Regions from separate parts of the Mus musculus genome. Here all the other regions are linked to region 3. Evidence: chromatin contacts called from public Hi-C and HiChIP or PLAC-seq data. All regions are on one chromosome and are shown on one strand. Each heading gives the region's core, a stretch centred on a gene start, on an enhancer-like site or on the middle of the called end of the contact. The rest is flanking DNA. Distances are from core to core; before and after follow the strand shown.

What was found. A called contact is a pair of places that touch in the nucleus more often than the background predicts. HiChIP or PLAC-seq counts read pairs in DNA pulled down with a chosen protein or histone mark.
Region 1: an H3K27ac HiChIP or PLAC-seq map of heart atrium shows a contact between it and region 3, with 6 times the contacts expected there. The contact joins two enhancer-like sites. A contact is called at or near these places in 1 of 15 datasets of contacts at CTCF or cohesin (large pre-B cells), 5 of 484 Hi-C or Micro-C datasets (the 63-12 cell line, the HL-1 cell line, adipose-derived mesenchymal stem cells and 2 more) and 4 of 115 datasets of contacts at active chromatin or transcription factors (the NIH/3T3 cell line, acute myeloid leukemia, embryonic fibroblasts and 1 more).
Region 2: a contact with region 3 is called in a Hi-C map of Sertoli cells, with 3 times the contacts expected there. The contact joins two enhancer-like sites. A contact is called at or near these places in 5 of 484 Hi-C or Micro-C datasets (the HL-1 cell line, Sertoli cells, adipose-derived mesenchymal stem cells and 2 more).

Annotation. Positions count from the first base shown.
Region 1 is chr9:105,855,365-105,859,246 of GRCm38.p6, forward strand. It overlaps Col6a5 (collagen, type VI, alpha 5), which reads right to left. Exons shown (of 41, transcript NM_001167923.1): 41 at 706-1,973. The coding sequence ends at 1,954. Among named protein-coding and RNA genes, the nearest start is that of Col6a6, 29 kb to the left of the region's middle. Within about 2 kb of position 2,632, at least 16 of the 459 cell types and tissues checked have an H3K27ac peak or open chromatin away from gene starts, as enhancers often do. A contact at or near this core is called in heart atrium, where this site is marked.
Region 2 is chr9:105,695,974-105,700,181 of GRCm38.p6, forward strand. Col6a6 (collagen, type VI, alpha 6) reads right to left here. Exons shown (of 37, transcript NM_001102607.1): 35 at 2,688-3,359. Among named protein-coding and RNA genes, the nearest start is that of Pik3r4, 55 kb to the left of the region's middle. Within about 2 kb of position 2,163, at least 22 of the 459 cell types and tissues checked have an H3K27ac peak or open chromatin away from gene starts, as enhancers often do. A contact at or near this core is called in Sertoli cells, where this site is marked.
Region 3 is chr9:105,768,013-105,772,249 of GRCm38.p6, forward strand. All of the region lies in intron 8 of Col6a6 (collagen, type VI, alpha 6), which reads right to left. Among named protein-coding and RNA genes, the nearest start is that of Col6a6, 58 kb to the right of the region's middle. Within about 2 kb of position 2,944, at least 11 of the 459 cell types and tissues checked have an H3K27ac peak or open chromatin away from gene starts, as enhancers often do. A contact at or near this core is called in Sertoli cells and heart atrium, where this site is marked.

The DNA.
Region 1 (3,882 bases), core at 1,382-3,881, 87 kb after region 3:
ACAAAGTGTCCATTTTCCTGGCACTGACTTTCCAGGCTCTCTCCTCTTTTACTAGAGACCTCAGTAGTCATAAAGGACCTGGGGCATTGCTTCTCTGGCTTTTAAATATATGCGTGATGCCACAGTGCAGCTTCCTGCAGCTTCTTCTGGCTTGATACTCTCTTTGAGACTCATATGTGTTTATGAATGCAGCTCAAGTTATTGGTTTGACTGCCCTGAAATATCATTATATGCATATGATACATTAGGATACATGGTTGCTTTTAACTCTGTCACAACGTATAGTTTCCTATGGTTCCTGTGTATATGTGTGAAAGCTTAATATATCCACCTATTGATGGAGCTGAAGGATATGGTTAGATACGGGACAGATATTGCTTCAGTGTTGCCCCGAGTTGTAACAATCTTCCACCAGCGGTGTGGTGTCTATTGGTTCACATTCTTGGACACCATTATCGCTATCAGATTTAAGGGTCTGCTGTGGCCTTCATGCTTCCATTAAGACACACTGACAAAAGTTCTTAGAGAAAAACAAAACTATTAAATAGGCTTTGTTTTAGAAATTTCCAAAGCAATAACTGGCTACTTAAAATTAACCGACTGTGTTATTTTTCAATTATATAAAAGACAACGGTCACAGTAAGGAAAACTATGTGGAACACATATGAAATTGTCCGTGTGTTATCCCACCAGCATAGTCATTTTCACATGCTCATTGGTTTGGCAACTACTTGTTGCCTTAACCAAATCAAGTGATTTTATTAGAATATAATAATTGTACAAAATAATGGGTTTCATTATGCCATTTCCAGACAGCATGTAAAACACTCTGATAACATTCACCTCCTCTGAGTCTCCTTTTATTCCCCTCTCCCCTCCAAATCTGCTTTACTTTCTCATCCTCTTAATCCCCCAGTCCTGGAATTCCACGTATGGGAGAAGACATATGAAGCCGGCTTATGTCAATCAACACGAACGCCTACGGTTCTGTCCATCTTCCCACAAGTCACATGACTTTACTCTTCTTTATGCCTAAACAGTACTCCACTGCCTGCATACTCCATGTTAAACTGACCGAGTGTATAACAAATTCACTACTGCTTTGTCTTGTCCTGTATGTGTGTTTCCTAAGTAGGTTTAATGTGCTTTCCTGGGCTGAGTGAGACTACAGTTAATAAGAATGCACAGAATAAGTTTCTGGGTCAGACTTGGGGTTGTTGTTATTGTCTTGTTCTTTTTCTGTTTTAGAGTCTGTTTTGATACACTGTTTGAGAATAGCTCTGTTTCCAGGTTCACATGTTGGCATGATTTCTTTGGCAGCAAAACTCAAGTCCACACAATGCAAAGCACACTAAAATAGAAAACAAGTGTTCCCAGCACGAGCGGGTAGCTCACAAGGCAGCTTCTCCTCCCCTTTCTTTGTTATGAATTTGTTACTCTATAAATGTCCTGGTAAAGAAAACCCACTGACTATAGGTAACGGGTGCTAAATGTAATCTCAGGGTCCTATGGGAACCAGCGACACAGAGTTTAGGGTTGTATAAATGGGAAGAAAAAAAAAAGACAATTGGGACATTCCAATTACAAACTGTTTTTACTCAAGGGTCTAATTTGAGATGTAGATGTGATGGCGATCATGACAAACATCTTCTTTTGGCAGGCACTCACCAAAGTGATCAAAGCGAGTGAACCAAGCTGTCACGGGGAAGGCTGTTGCCTCTTCTTGCTCAGTGGTCCCATTCCTCCTGAGAGATGAAACCCGGTCCTAGTTTTGAAGGTCTGTTCCTTGATGTCTCTATCCTGAAGAGTCTCTCCCTCAGGTTTGGGACTGAGAAGCAAATTTAGTTCTAGTTCCTGCCCCGACCCTTCTAATAAATGATTGGCATTTTCTGGCTGGAACTACTGCCGCAGGGGAGTCCCATCTGCCAGCGAGCACTCTTCTCTCCTGAAAGCTCATCTTGCATCTTCGCCATCTGTAAAGCATGAAAGACACCCTGCTCTTAGCGTCATGATATTGGATAACAGTATTTCCTCCTGAGCCTACTCCTGTAGGTGCCAGGTATGAAACAAACACAAGAAACAACGATAATCCTTGCTATCTTCAACAGTCAAACTAAAAGTCCAACCTAGAGTCATCTAGGTCCATGGAGAAAAAAACGTGACCACTGGTAAAACTGTATAATGCAAAGGACTGCAGACACAAGTCTCTCTGATCTACCCATGATTTGAAATTCCCTGCTTAGTGGCTTTAGCAGATAGAATTATTATATAATCATTTGAAGGGGGGTAATGACTGTTTGCAACGTCTGGCTCTGCTCAGAATTCCTGTGGCCTCTTCATGGAATTCATTTACAGGACAACACTCCTCCCCTATCCCCATCCACCTGCTCCTGACCTCCGCCATGTAAGTTTTTGGTTGCTAATACCAGCACCTACTATCTATCCCTCAGAGGGTGCTGTTGCGCAATTGAGTGGCTCAATGAGCCCTTGCGATGAATGGCCTTGCCCTATAGCAGCTCTGGGTCCATCCATCAGCGATCTGGGAGGGAGGAAGACCCAACCTCCAGCCTCTGTTCAGGATAGTTCTGCCTCCTAACTTAGAAAAGCCTAACTCCGGGCCAGACCCAGGCTTTGGCTGCCCTCTATGGGACATTACTGGGATAGCACTTCATTTGGTGTCTTCTTCCCTAGGATGCTTCCTCCATCGAGTGATGGACTCTCCTGTGACTACTCCACGAATGGATCTCATGAACATAGGTTGTCAACTCAGGGAGCACCTCAGGGGAAGTTAGCTAAGTACCTGTCTCCATGGGAGAGGTCATGTCCTTTTGCCCTGCATCTTGGAAAGTTTCTAAAATTCTAATCCTAAATTTTTTTAACAATTTAAAAGGCACTAAAAGTATGTAACTGCAACATCCTGTAAAAGCTGACATTTAAAAATAAAGCTTCCGTGGGGGCCAGAGAGATGACTCAGAAGGGAAAAGCCAAGCCCTCTTGACTTGAGGTCAATCCCTGGAATCCATGTGTGAAAGCCCCGTGTGGAAGCATGCGTTTAGAATCCCAGCATTCCTACGGTGAAGTGGGAAGCAGAGACAGGAGAATATCCCAGAAGCTTGCAGGCAAAGCCAACCTGGAGTATGTACCACTACTCCTCCTCTTCCTCCTCCTCCTCCTCCTCTTTCTCTTCTTCCTCCTCTTCCTGCTCTTCCTCTTCATCCTCCTCTTCATCCTCTTTCTCATCTTCTTCCTCCTCTCCCTCATCCTCCTCTTCCTCCTCCTCCTCTTCCTCCTCCTCCTTCCCCTCCTCCTTCCCCCTCCTCCTCCAAACAAGGCAAAGAGAGAGAAAAACCTGGGTCCTCTGACCTCTACCTCCCCACCCCACATAATACACTCATATGCATACACCTCATACACACTCAGACATACAACAATAACAAAGTTTAACATGTTTTTCAATGACACTTCCATATTTCTTTTATCAGACAGGGTATCATGTAGCCCAGACTGGCCATGAACTCCTGATCATCCTGCCTTGACCTCCAGAGGGCTTAAACTACAAACAGACTCTACCATTGATGGCCATGTTTCTCTTTTAGCTTATCCAACAAAATCTAAATTCCATAGTGGTTGATATCAGCTGTCCATTGTATAAAATATGTTTACGTCAGATAACTTATAGTGTTCATTTCTCTCCTTAAACTTCTACCTCCATCCCTCTTCTAGTATAGGATTTCATTCCAACTGTAAACGATTCAAATGCTTTAAACTTTAAATTATTTGCCCAATCATACCTTCCTGTTGGAGATCTCTCTCTCTCTCTCTCTCTCTCTCTCTCTCTCTCTCTGTGTGTGTGTGTGTTTTAATTTCCTATGTCATAAGTCT
Region 2 (4,208 bases), core at 913-3,412, 73 kb before region 3:
GAATTCAAACAACTTTTCATTAAAATGCCTGTAGCTCCTAACGTCGTCAGCCATTATGAAACGCAGGCAGTCCTAATAACGCTCTTGCCTTTGATAGGAGCTCATTAGAGTTTATTTTTTGTTTTTGTGGCATATCCAAGTGCGAAGGGAACAGGGTAGTCCCTTTATGGTCTTTATGTTAGCAACACACTACATGCCTTTGGGTTCAATTCACCGATTCACTTCATTTGGAAGAGTATTAATTTTTCATAACAATAAAGCATGCTTTAATCCATTTGAAAATGCAAAGCTTTTTTTTTTTAACAGAGAAAAATTTTTAAATGTGTTATGCATGCCTGAAAGCGTGAAGTCAAAAAGATTTGTTAAGCAAATACCTTTCTGGAAAAGCCAGGCCTGGTGTCAAGTACTTACAATCCTGGCACTGGGGAGGTGACAAAAAGATAGGATTTACTGGTGATGCTGGGTTATACTGGCCAGCCAGCCTAGCCTGCTGGACAAGTTCTGCATCACTGGGAATCTCTGTCTCCAAAGGACGGTGCCTGAGGAGTGACACCTGAGGCTGTCCTCTGGCTCACACATGTACATGTGGCACATGCATGCACACATGCGCGCGCGCGCGCGCAAACACACACACACACACACAGAGCCTCTTGCTGGTTGAGTAGGTTCTTCCAACTAACAGGCATGTCCTGGACTACAACAGGGCATATGTTCAAAACTGCTCTTACAAGAAGGGCAGTATGCTCTACCATATGGCCTTCAGGGTTTTTGTCTTACATAGGAGTTTTGTTTTGAGGTAGGGTCTTACTAAGTGGCTTGGGCTGGCTTACAGCAATCCTCCTGTCTCTGCCTCTCCAAAGCAAACATTACAGGTGTGTGCTGGGCCCACCAGATCTGGCTTGGGGTTTTCTTTTCTTATTTGAACAGTATGTAGAAGGTTGCTGACTCAGCAGCTTTGCCTCCCTTAGGGAATGTGCTGCTCTGAAGTGGACCATGTCCTGCTGTCTGCTTTGTGGTCGTGCGCCAAATGAGTCACAGACACTTTGAAGGCATCCGAAGCTTCAGAGGGCATCTGGCCAAGTCTATTCTTTAAGCCTAGCACTGGTGCAGCCAGTGGCTCAGAGTAGATGATCAGCAATGAACACTGTGTTGAATGGGCATGACCATGGGCCTGTGGTAGAATTCACTTCCTGCAGCTGTGTTTTAAAGATGGCACTTTCTAGATATCACAGCTTTGGAAATGGAGTAGGCGGCTGTATCACGCTCAGTGTTCAGAACACTCTCTGTGTCTCCCGTGAGTCCCACCTGCTCTTAGCTTAAAACATTTCTGCTTTTGTCCTAAGAGGGAGGGGCTGCCTCATCTGATCATGTGACTGGCATCTGATCATGTGACTGGATGCCCAGGCAGGGAAGAGCAGGAAGAATTCTGGAATACCAGGAAGGAAATTTCAGGGCAAGTCTTACCCTCTCTCCCCCACACTTGTGGGCCATCAAGCAAGCTTCTTTTCGAGTTTACCAGAGACTTACCAAGTGGTCTTTTGGTCAACCCTTATAAAAGACTTCCTTCAGGGTGACCCCTTGCCCAAAACTCCTCTTTGGGGTTTCAGTTCCAGAATCTATGGAAATGAATCTCACTCTGGGGGGCTCACTATTCCCATACCCGTGTTTCTAAAACCTTGTATATGTGTATCCTGGGAGCTCGGGTAAGATACATCATCGGGTGGGGCTGAAGCCTGCGTCTAACCAGCCCCAGCTGGTAGTTGGTGCTGGTCCTAGACTCACACTGAGTAGGATTTGCCATCAACCCCACCAGCAGTCTCTCTGCACTGCTCAGCACATCTGCAGGCTCATCCCACCTCACTCTTCAATACGATGACAGCTTTAGGAATTAGCCAGGCACTCGCACATGCCTTCTTCAACCTGTGCATGCCTGTCTCCTTATCTGCACTCCCTTGGACAAGAGTCAGCAGGCTCTGAAAACAGATATAGTTACCCACTGCCTGTCTGCCTTCAGCCTCATATCTGGACACGGCTCCTCGGCCATCCCTGCTGCATCCAAAATGGACTGCAGATTTCTCAGGACGCCCAGCCAAGAAAAACAGCCCATGCTTGTCTCCTTACAGGCACAGTTATTCTCGTGAGTGAATCCTACAAGGTCATGGAGTTGGGAGAAAGTTATACAAAGCCATGCCTTTCATTCTGACCGATAAAAAACGATATCTCTTTAACACTCCCAGCTCAGACTTTGGAACTTGTCCAAGCAAAGCCAAGAATTGTTTCTGTTTTTCTCTGGCTTCTCTCTCTCTCTCTCTGTGTTAACTGCAGAAACCTCTTACCAAAGGGTAGCTTGTTAGGGTTACATGGCAAGGGAGCCCGAGTCCAGGCTGTGATTTCACACCCCCCAGACTACACCTCTCTGTGCAGACAGATGTGTGGACAGCTGCTTGTTATGATTGCTTCTCCATAGGAACCAGAGGCATAAAAAAAAAATATGATGAGCCAGAAAATTAAATGCTTAGGAACCAGAGTGTCCTCCCTTCCACCATCCATTATTACATATTTTCCTCTCTGACCCTGCAATGCCCTTGAAGACAAACAAGAGGTGTCCAAGCATGCACGCCAGCACATTGCCCTTCTGGGGAATTACGGAGCAGGCTCTTATGTACAGGAACAGTTTTCTGACTTACGCCTGATGGAGTTTATAAAAGACTTCACAAACTTCACACTGTATCCGTGGTCAGGTTTATGAATTCGGCCAAGCTGGATCAAGTGCTGGTCTACGGGGTGGCTGGCCAGGTCTTCCAGTTCCTTGTCATCCCAGTCAGGGCCCAAGGAAAAGACAAAGAGGGCATACCCATGACATTTGGCTCGTAGGGACTCTTTCTTTAAGGTTTCCGCATCCAGGTGGCTGGTTTCCCCAGCAGATATCACAAATATGACTTTGTTTCGTCTCAAATTGGGGGTGTTTAAAAAGACGTTGTCCAGTGCCCACCCGAGGGCATGGCCAAGAAAAGCATCTCCATGCAGCTGCTGGACTGCCTGATCCACGTGTCTCTTCATGAGGCGCTTACTGCTATAGCTGGTTAGGTTGAACTCAGTTCTAACCGGACTCCTCTGGGTGTTGGGTAGGAAGTCGAGGGGGGCATGGCTCAGCAGGGCCACCCTGTCTCCAGTGACAGATGTCTCTGGCTCCGAAGTGATTTCGAAGTGATCTAGCAGTGCCTCTAGAAAGTCTCTCATGTCTTCAAACTCTGCACTTCCCACGTGCCGAGAGCCATCCAGTAGGAATGCAGTGTCCAGGTAGGACTGAATGGGGGGTGGTTTGGCTTGGTCACACGAAGCATCCGGCTTGCATAGATCTGCAAACCAAGTCATTTAGAGTTACTAAGCAGATCGAGACAAAGAGTAGGAAGGTTCTACCTCAGCTATTTGAGCATGCAGGCACTACATAGATTTTGCTCATAAAATAGTTATATCTCTGACACCAAGAGTGAGAGTTTATCACCAAGATGTCCAGATCTGATACCAGGCTGTGAGTCCTTGACTCCATGCTACCAGTTTTTAAATTGTGTTCTATTGAAGTTTAATTTTGACTGTTGTGTGTATAAAGTTTGAAGTGAGCAATTCGTCCTCTGGTGTAAGAACACACTGTGAGAGAACTTCTAGTGCTGACAGTGTGCAGGCTAAACTACGGGCCTTAATCACGACACTAGCTGTGAAAAGCTCATCTGCTTTCAAAATTAAGCTTTAAAAGGCAATGCATCTTTTATTTCAATTTAAGTAAGAGTTCATAACTTCATACCCCTTATAAAAAGTGTTCTTCCATAAAGTGAAGTCATTTTTATAAATATGCCTCTCTCATTATGCATGCATACCATAAGGAAAAAACAGAGAGTGGATTTTATTGAATGTGACCACAATAAATGAATGGGGGGGGGGTATGATAAATTAGAAATGAGAGGATTCTAGAATTCATTTCATCTATTTTCATGGAACCCACTGAAGCAGGGGAGTACATTCATAATGGAGGCACTATATTTTTAGAAGTTTCTGTCAATGGTGTTTCTGACACTTACTTACTTGTTTTATACATGGGTACACATAGCCCAGCATGTGTGTGGAGGCAAAGGAGGACTTTCGAGAGTCAGTTTCCTCCTTCCACGTGAGTCCTAGGGGTTGAACTCAAATCGTCATGTTTGGAGACGGGC
Region 3 (4,237 bases), core at 1,694-4,193:
ATGGGTCAATTTGGATTGCCTTTAACATCCACACAGAGAGGAAGTCAATGTTCAAAGAAAAGAATCGTTTAGATCTTGCTTTAAGTCCTACAGGTGAAGAAGAGACTAATAATCCAATTATCCATCTTGTCCGTGTCAAAGTTGGCACTGCCTTTGGGAGCTCAGCCAGTTGGGGAGCAAGGCACTGCCATCTGGGGTTCTAGAGACTTAGAGCAGAGATGTGTAGCATTTAAAGGTCTTTGCTGTTGCCTTATGAACTCCAGGGAAGTTTCAACACTGAAGACATTTGGATGGGCTTGGTATTTTAAGCTGAGTGCCTTAAAGGCAGATAACTCAAGGAGGATAAAAATCTTACAGCACACATGCTCTTCTTTCATGAATGTCTAAGCAGCTAAACTCACTCCTACCTTAGCCTGCCTTCTCAACACATGTGGCTTGCTTGGTAAAGTAAAAAGAAGTACTTGGCTTAAATCAGTTTTCAGACCTGATTGTATGTGTGTGTGTGTCCAAGTGTGTCCATGTGTGTCTCTGTGTGTGTCTGTGTATGTGTGTGTACATGTGTGTATGTCTGTGTGTCTGTACGTGTCTGCATGTGTAGGTGTGTCCATGTGTGTTCAGGGATGCCTCTTCATGCCATCTCCCACACACATTGATCAGTTGGATATTTTTAAGTCTCTGAAGCAACCACAACAAAACCAAATTCAATACTTAAAACAAAGGTTGGTGACTTAAGTCTCTTTTTAAGATAAGATCTGAGTGTGGAAAAAGGAAAGCCTTACTTGGTCACCAATTTCACCCAGAGATTTAATGTTGTCAAAAAGTCTAGATGGCTGAACTTCGACTTCGCTGTCTTTGACCCTCTTCTTGGCTACTCAGAAAACAAGATGGAGGCAGAGACAGGAAGCATCAGAAGTCATCATGTGACTTTTCCAGAACTCTCACGTGCACTTCTCCTTAGACTAACAGTGCTTTAACCCGTCAACATTAAACCAGGTGACAAAGCCAGCCCACTGCCAATTTGAAAAGGCATATACACCAGCAGAGACACTGTAATGATACCAACAGGCCCTGGAGTAATTCCCTACAGAGACTGAGCTTTTAAAACATTTCATCTAGATGCCAAAAACACAATCTAAGTTCCTCATGTTTAATTAAACTTGGCAAATGATTCCACAATATGATCAAAGGGAGACAAGTTGGTGAGGAAGTCCAGGCCGAGCAGATACATGCCTAAGTGCAGTGCCGGACAAGGCGAAGCAGGAAAGAGAGTGCTTGTGCGTTGGTCCCAAAGGCTCTAAGGACAGATGTGCCTAGGATATTTGGGGAACTCCACTAAGGACATGCTTCAAAGGGAATCTGCCAGTGGTGATTCAAATCCACTGGGGGCAGGGGTAGTTTGAGAAGTGAGCCAGGGGGAAGATAAGGTTGATTTTCAAACAGAAGTCACAAAGAGTTAAACTAGGGTCACAGGGCTGAGAATAGGAAAGGAGCCACGAAAGCAAAGGAAATTAAGAAATCAGCCACAGTGGGGGCAACGAGGTTGGGGTGGGGATGGAACAGCAAAGGGAAGCATGAGGTGGTCATGCTGCCCGAGGCGGTGGTCTTCCATCAGCCACATGGAAATCAGGGCCAGCTTGGAGATGGGAGATGATTTTCTTTCCTTGACCACAAAAATTGAGACATAATAGGTCTCAAAAATACAAAAGGACACATTGGATGAGAGGGGACCTGCCTGCCACAATCACCAGACCCTTTTATTTGTAAAGGCCTTTAGAATTGATGGTAGTGACTTCTCAGTATTAATACTGAGAAGTCCCGGGAGCCAGAGGGAACGTGGACAGCAGAAAGCAGTCCACAGAATCAACAAAGCAGGGTGCCTATGGGCTCACAGAGACTGAAAGGGCAGCTATGGAGCCTGCATGGGTCTGCTCCAGGCCCTCTGCATATGTGCTGTGGTTGTTCAGCTTGGGGATTTTGTGCGACTCCTACTTGTGGGAGTGGGGATCTCTCTGACTCTTCTGCCTGCTTGTGGGACCTTTTTCCTTTTCCTGGGTGGCCTCATCCAGCCTTGAGATGAGGGTTTATCCCTAGTCTTATTGCATATTGTTATGCCATTTTTTATTTATATCCCTGGAAGGGGGGTTATTCCTTCTTTTTCTGAAGGGAAATGGAGGAGTAGATCTGGAGGAGAAGGGGAGGGAGGGGAGCTTGTGGTCAGAATGTGACAAGAGAGAATAAATTAAAGAGAGGAAAAGGAATACCATTGAGGGCCACTTCGGTGGCTCAGTGGGAAGGGGACTTCTGCCAAGCCTGATAGTCCAAGTTCAATTCCCACAACCCATACGGGGGAGGGGACAAATGACTCCTGCTGTCCTCTGCCCTCCACAGGCTTGCTGTGCCGTGTGTGACCCCTTCCAAATACTCACAATAAATAAATAAAGGCAGGGGGAAAACCAAGAAACACTGTTGACAGGCTGAGGTACATTACTCAGATTAGGTGACTGTGGTCTTGAAGAAAACATCTCAGTGGGAAAAGTGGACTTGTTGGCAGTTGTTGGGTGAAAGAGGAAAGACGACATTTATACAGGGGCATTTCCACACAGCTGCTAATGCTTTGGATCACTGTGCACAGTGGGAGACACTTAAGCACGCTCAGGCTTTGTATGGGAAAACGAAGACTCAAATGGTAATTGTGTCTCCAACTTTAGGCACATTTCATGTGCAAGTAGATGAGATGGGGCTGGGGTGTAGCCCAGTGATGCTTCCCTGCCATGCATGCGGTCAATCCCTGCATCCAAACCTAAACGGGAAACCAACCAACAAACAAGCCGAACAAGTGCACAGATTGAAGCCTGGCCGACTTTGAAACACACCAATCCGCTGCCTGACCCCTGTGGTTGGGAGGATTTTACCATTTCAGAAAGGACATCCCATAATAAACGTGGGCATGCCCTTGGAGTTTTATCAGTGCACATTCCAGACTCATCAGCCTTCAGCTCGCAGCTTGGCTACAAAAGCCTCAAATTCTTGTTTGCTGGACTAATGACTCTGGGTTTATTTTAATACACACTACTTTAGCTTTTTGTATTCATGATTGTTTCCTTAATTTAAAAAGAAAACATTAAAAATATGTATTTATTATGGGGCACCACGTGGGGATGAGGTTGGAGGATGGCTTGCTGCGGCTGTTTTCCTCCATACACCATGGGGGTTCCAGAACAGAGCTCAGCTGCCAGGATTGGGGGCAAGTGCCCCTCCTGGCCCAGCCATCTCGTTGGCATAACAACTGCTTCTTTTAAAAATAGCTCACTACTTGGAGTTAATAATTCCCTTTTTTTTTTTAAAAAAAAAAATCTTTCTCAAGCACTCAAGTAGAAATTAAACTGTTCTAAGATAATTTTCAACCTAATAATTTAAAATCAGTATCTCTTGTGAAATAGAAAATTAATGTCAAGGATTTGGCTGGAATAATCAGACACATTCCAAAGTTGGAACAGGGTCTAAAGCAAGATTGCAGAAAGACAGTAGTCCCTAACCAACTTCATGACATTCAACCTTTGACCCACCCACTGGGCTCTTACAAGAGATGGAAGACTGGAGCTTGGGAAAGTACACTCGGAGAGAGCTATTGATGTACTCTGAGTTTCCTCACATACGAGAAGCTATTTCCTCTTTAGTCCAAGAGGAAGGGTGCTCTTCCTTGTGAACTTACTTGAAACTCAAGTAGCTTCGAGTAACTTAAAAATTAGCTTTGAGTTAACTTAAGTCTGGAGATTGGAGGGATGAGACCCAGGGTTGCATGTGCTTTCTGTGAAAGGGGAGCCCATTTCCAGGACTGTGAATTCTAGTGTTTATAGGGATAGCTGATTTACCATTGTGGCCCATGGAACTGCTCTGAATAAGCAGTAAAAAGGAACTGTTTCCGGGTCCAAGAGGAAGGGCAGACACCATCCAGAATCCAGACATACCAATCACGTCTCAAAGGAGCATCAGTGCACACATTCCCCTAAAATTGGCTTTGGAAGGGATAATAGGATGGAAGATCTGAACGGATGCTCCCCCTCCAGGACTCAGCATTGTGTGGGGGTCACTGTCAGAACACCAGTGCCATCAAGTGAAACAGTTCTGTCCCTCTCACCCTTCTCTTTCCCCCAGAACATTCGAGAGTGGCCAGAGGCCAGAGTCAGCAAGAGAGGAGGGACAAGGCCCGAGAAAAGGGGTAGTACAAAAGTAAGGA